Linked DNA regions of Mus musculus: region 1 is linked to region 2. A link is a contact called in public Hi-C data. All regions are on one chromosome and are shown on one strand. The core of a region is the stretch at or near the end of the contact, and the rest is flanking DNA. Distances in the headings are between cores, read along the strand shown.

The links. A called contact is a pair of places that touch in the nucleus more often than the background predicts.
Region 1: a Hi-C map of cerebral cortex shows a contact between it and region 2, with 4 times the contacts expected there. The contact joins the promoter of Dlg3 here to the promoter of Igbp1 in region 2. A contact is called at or near these places in 1 of 39 promoter capture datasets (the C10 cell line), 3 of 484 Hi-C or Micro-C datasets (CD4 T cells, cerebral cortex and cortical neurons) and 1 of 9 other capture datasets (pancreatic islet).

The regions. Positions count from the first base shown.
Region 1 is chrX:100,766,393-100,769,092 of GRCm38.p6, forward strand. It overlaps Dlg3 (discs large MAGUK scaffold protein 3), which reads left to right and starts at 1,330. Exons shown (of 21, transcript NM_016747.4): 1 at 1,330-2,036. The coding sequence starts at 1,680.
Region 2 is chrX:100,492,972-100,495,671 of GRCm38.p6, forward strand. It overlaps Igbp1 (immunoglobulin (CD79A) binding protein 1), which reads left to right and starts at 1,320. Exons shown (of 6, transcript NM_008784.3): 1 at 1,320-1,585; 2 at 1,934-2,227. The coding sequence starts at 1,395. It also overlaps a transcript of Awat2 not described here.

The sequences.
Region 1 (2,700 bases), core at 80-2,579, 270 kb after region 2:
GTCTGTTTGTTGTATATCGTATTGTTCTATTACTATATTCTAGAACAGTGTTTGGCATGAACATCTGTTGAATTAAGCCCAAGTCTCTATTCACAACACCCATGTGATGGCTTTACACCGGGTAAGTGCTCAATTAATGTCTGTTAAATGAAACGGAGACCTAAAATCTGCAGAACTTAGAGCACAGTGCTTATCTGAGTAGTTTAGAGCATGGGTTCCAGTCAAATGGCAAGAACTTTCATCTCTCAGTTATGCTACCTAGTTGTGTTAGCACCGCTGAGCTTACAGTTCTTATTGGTAGAATGGAGGTACCTTTAGTACTGCCTTGATAGAGACTTTTGTTTGCACCTCAGACTTTGTAACGATTCAGTCATTGTCTGCTAAAGATAAAACAAGGACAGAAACAAAAAGCTAGCCTGGGTGGCACCTGTAATATCACCAATCAAGTAGTTGAGGCAGGATGATCACTCTGTCTCAAAAAAAAAAAAAGATTCTTTCTGTCTTATGATTACCCTTTCCCCACCTTCCAACAGCGTGAGCGAGGAGAAGTCAAGGAGACCTCCTTCAATCGGGATTCCTGGGTGCTGTGCCAGAACCAAAGAATTGGCTTCTTTCACTTTAGATCTTTTCTTACCACTTCCTTGTACCCGAACTCCCTTTCCTCGTAACATTTCAAGCCTCTTTTCCCTAACATAACCATGGAGTGGAGGCAGAAGTGTCGGAGGCAGGCATAAATAGTTTTCTCTCGTTGCCGGTTCTGAGGTTAGTCTCTCACTGGTGATGTAAGAAAGGTCGACTGTGAGAGATACTCATTACAGGGCCTAGGAAATGAAAGAACAATGGTCCTGATGAGGATGCGCTGACAGACCTGGATGCTGCCCTTTTCCTTGGTCCCCTGCAGGAGGCAGCACTTCGCGCACCCTGTCCAGATGCCCCTTTGATCGGTTCTATTGCTGCCTTTACTTCTGATGGCCCTAGCTTAGAGCAAGCTTAGGGACCCATTGAGCATCTCACTGCAACTCCCTCTTGCCAGTGGGGCGGGGTGGAGCGGGCAGAAGACAGCCTGAAATTGGCAACACGAGAACACAGGATCGCAGGATCATACTCTTCAGCTCTCTAGTGGCCCAAATCTCAGCCACCTAGACTAGGGTTGCCAGTAACTCCACAGAATAGGGGAGATGTGTCTGAGTCCGGGGGGTGGGGGGGCGCCTCTGCTTCTGCTCCTTTAAGAAGCCGCTGTTTAGCATTCCTGCTGCTGCCGCTGCCGCTGCCTGACTCTGCGCTCTGATTGGCTGGAATCAATTGAGAAGGGAGCCAGGGAGAGATGCTCTTGACTCCACTCAGATCCATCCTGGGGACCTGAGCAGAAGAGGTTCTCGCCGCACCTAGCCTTTGCCTGGGCGCCCGATTCTTCTTTGCCGCTGGGCCTCGGCCCAGAAGCCACAACGGGCGACACGGAGCCGCCAGTGCTGGAGGGGGAGCCATGGGTGCGGGGCAGCGTGGGGGCAGAGGCCCCAGGACGCCCGCCCGGCCCCAGGCCCCGCTCAGCCAGGGCACCCCCACGGGTGCCCCCTCCTTCTTGGTCTGAGCAGTGCGAGTGTGCTAGGGAGCCCGGCGGCGGCGGCGGCGGCGTGGAAACTGGCGTGGGCTGGGGGGTCCGAGCCGCGGGGGGCAGTGCCATGCACAAGCACCAGCACTGCTGTAAGTGCCCCGAGTGCTATGAGGTGACCCGCCTGGCCGCCCTGCGGCGTCTTGAGCCTCCTGGCTACGGGGACTGGCAGGTGCCGGACCCCTATGGGCCAAGTGGGGGCAATGGGGCTAGCTCCGGTTATGGAGGCTACAGCTCGCAGACCCTGCCTTCACAGGCAGGGGCTACCCCCACCCCTCGCACCAAGGCCAAGCTCATCCCCACAGGCCGAGATGTGGGGCCAGTGCCCCCTAAGCCAGTCCCCGGCAAGAGCACCCCAAAACTCAACGGCAGTGGCCCCGGCTGGTGGCCCGAGTGCACCTGTACCAACCGGGACTGGTATGAGCAGGTAAGGACCGGCAGATGAGGAGGAGGGGAGGCTGGTGGGACAACCCAAAGGACTAGGGATTGGGGTCTAGGAAGTCTGGGGAGCAGTAGAGGTTGCTGGGGCTCCAAGTCTATGGATCTGAGCCTTTAGCAGCTGACCAAAGAGAGACTGTTGAAAATACATCTTCTATGTGTGTCTGTTTAGGGGGTCTCCGTTTGGAGGGGATTGGGAGGAGCTGTTTGTATCAGGGGGTGATGGTATGGCGGAGGGGCACATTTTTCTAGTGTGGGGGATTTGGGTTTGTCTCAGTGCAGGGCGGGGGGGTGGCAGTGTCTCTGTGTCTGGCAGGGGGCGGGAGGTTCTGCGGGGGTTGTATGTGGTGTGTGTCTCCATAGGAGGGGAGGAGGGGGCATGGTGCTCTGCGTGGGGGGGACATATGTGTTTGTATGTATGTTGGGGTGTGTGGAAGAAAGCAATGGAGCTTGTGTGAATGTATGTATCAGAACCCATGTGCCCAGATGGCTGAGCGTCATCTCTCCATACCATGAGTCCCTCTCCATCCCAGTCCCTTTGTGTGTGAACGTGCACATGGATATGTGAGGATGTGTCTCTGAATGTGAAGGTGTCTCTGTCGATGAGGCTGCAGGGATAGCTGTGTTCGCCCGAGGGTGTCTCCATGTATATG
Region 2 (2,700 bases), core at 70-2,569:
TGGATCTCAAGTTCAATATCATCCTTACCTACATAGCAAGTTTGAGAACTTGTTTCAAAACAACAACAAAAAAATAATAACAAAAAAAATAGTTGGCATCTATTTTTAAAAACAAAGAAAATTTAAGAACGCATAACTGAATATACTAAAATACTATTATTGGGTGTGTGTGGTTCAACTGGTAGAGCGCTTGTGTAGAATGCACAAAGCCCTGAGTTCAATCCCTAGGAACCAAATGTGGTGACACGCTCTTGTAATCCCTGCACATGGGATTGGAAGGTAAAGGCCATCGCGCTTCAAAGCCAGACTGGATTACAAAAGACCCTGTCTCAAAAATATTATCATTCAACATATAGTCAAAGCGTTGAGATATTTTTACATGTTTTGATTATATAATCAAAATCTGACCTGTAATTTACTTTTACAACACATCTAAATTTAAGATAAGCACACCTGAGCACTAGGTAGCCAGCCATCTAGTATCTGCAAAGCTGAGCTGATTTCCAAAGAGATCGCTTTATTTTTCTATTTATATATCATGACTCTGGGTAACTTCAGTATGAAGGATAGCCAGAGGAGGTGCTAAGATGGCTCATAATCATTCTGGAAGGGAGATTTTATAAAACACTAGCTATTAATGCAGTGTGGTCCGTGCTGTATGCGTGCACAGAAGAAATCCGAACGGCGAGGTGAAAGGCACAGTATATGGGGAGAGAACCAAAGACTGCATAGAAGTGTGACCTGGAAAGAAAGTTCCAAGAAAGGAAGGCAGCCGGCTGTTGGTAGATAGGAGTTGCAAGTTTTCAAATGTTCCTGATCAAAGAGAAAGGTTTCACAGGGTGCTGGCTCAAAGGGTGTTCGAGTGTATAGGGGACAGAAGGTTGTGGCGCGGTGGGTGGGCATTGATCGAGAGCGCGACTTACAACTTCACGTCCTCTAGGGTAAGCAGACCCGGAAACCGAGAGAGTGGCCGCTGACTAGCAGGACTTTCCTTGGGGGAACGACTTGACTTCTCTGGCATAGCAGGCTCGTGGTTCTCCAAGCATGGAACACGTTCGCCTACTCACGCTGGCTGGAGTTTGGAAATCAGCCCCGCCACTCCTGTGCCTCAGAGTACTAGGAACTTGCAAGTCCACTTCTGGCCACGTGGAGCCCATCTTTAGTAAAACAGCACAGACGACTTTAAAACAAGCGGCTGGCTGAAAATGAGTCCCTGGAAACGGTTGCCAGGGCCAGAAAACTGCGATTCCCAGAAGTCATTTGGGAAGCTTTGGTAACAAGTCGCTGGCCAATGCACTACTGCTTCCTGTGTCGTGAGAGCTTTAGGGCTCGTCTTTATGGAGTTTACCTTTGACTTCGGTAGAAATTCTTCCGGGTTTCTTTCTTTCCACAAGATGGCAGCGTCTGAAGACGAGTTACTGCTGCCGCGGCTTCCGGAGCTCTTTGAAACAAGCAAAAAACTTCTGGAGGACGTGGAAGTAGCAACTGAACCCACCGGCTCCCGAACAATCCAGGATAAGGTGTCCAAAGGACTAGAACTCCTTGAGAAGGCTGCTGGAATGTTATCGCAGCTTGATTTGTTCAGGTACGGGGGAGAGGGCAGGAACCGCAGAGAAGGAATGGCTAGCAAGGGCAGAGCCATTGCACTTGGGTGGAAAGGACCTTTAAGGCTAAAACCGCGCGGTTCCTACTTGTTCACCCGTGTACATTCTTTCCATTCTCCACTTTTCTTCTGAGATGCTTAATATCCCAGAACAATGCTCCCTCGTGTACGGCTGACTGCCTGGTCCTTGGGTATGCAAGCTCAGCCACTTTCTTTTTAATCTGGCCAATGTCTTTGCACCACTCTCTCCCAGCCCTATTCTTCCCTAGAAGCAGGGGCCACGGCTTAATGCTCAACCAGGCTTCACGGCCTCCTCTTTGCTCTTTGCAGCCGAAATGAAGATCTGGAAGAGATTGCTTCCACCGACCTGAAGTACCTGATGGTGCCAGCGTTGCAAGGAGCCCTCACCATGAAACAAGTCAACCCCAGCAAGCGTCTAGATCATTTGCAGCGGGCTCGAGAACACTTCGTACATTTCTTAACTCAGTGTCATTGCTATCATGTGGCAGAGTTTCAGCTACCCCAAACCAAGACTAACTCAGCTGAAAATAATACTGCTAGCTCCTCCATGGCCTATCCAAATCTCGTTGCTATGGCATCTCAAAGACAGGCTAAAATAGAGAGGTGGGTCAATGGCTGTAATTTGAGGGCTGTAGTTGGGGGTGCATGTGTTTGTGTGGTGTGTGTGTGTGTGTGTGTGTGTGTGTACTACAGAATAGTGTATTTTATTTTCTTGGTTCTTAATGAACATAGACCCTGGTGAAAGCAAACTTTCCTGAATCTTAACAAGCCTTTGTGCCATTGTTGAGGGGGTTGTGCTAAAACTTCAGGACCACCCCCCCAGCCCCTCAACACACACCTTAGGGTCATCACTAGTAGCAGTGTTATTCTAACCATTAGGTTGATCAAAGTATACCACAACCTTTTCCATGTCACTGCATAATGCTGTTTGTATGGGGTAAATATTTCAAAAGTACACAATATCTTGAACTATTTACTGAGCAATTCTGTTCAGAATGCATACAGGCTGGGATGTCTAGCATCCTGAATTAATCATAGCCCTGGTACAGCATCATGTTAACCTTGATTTAACCTTA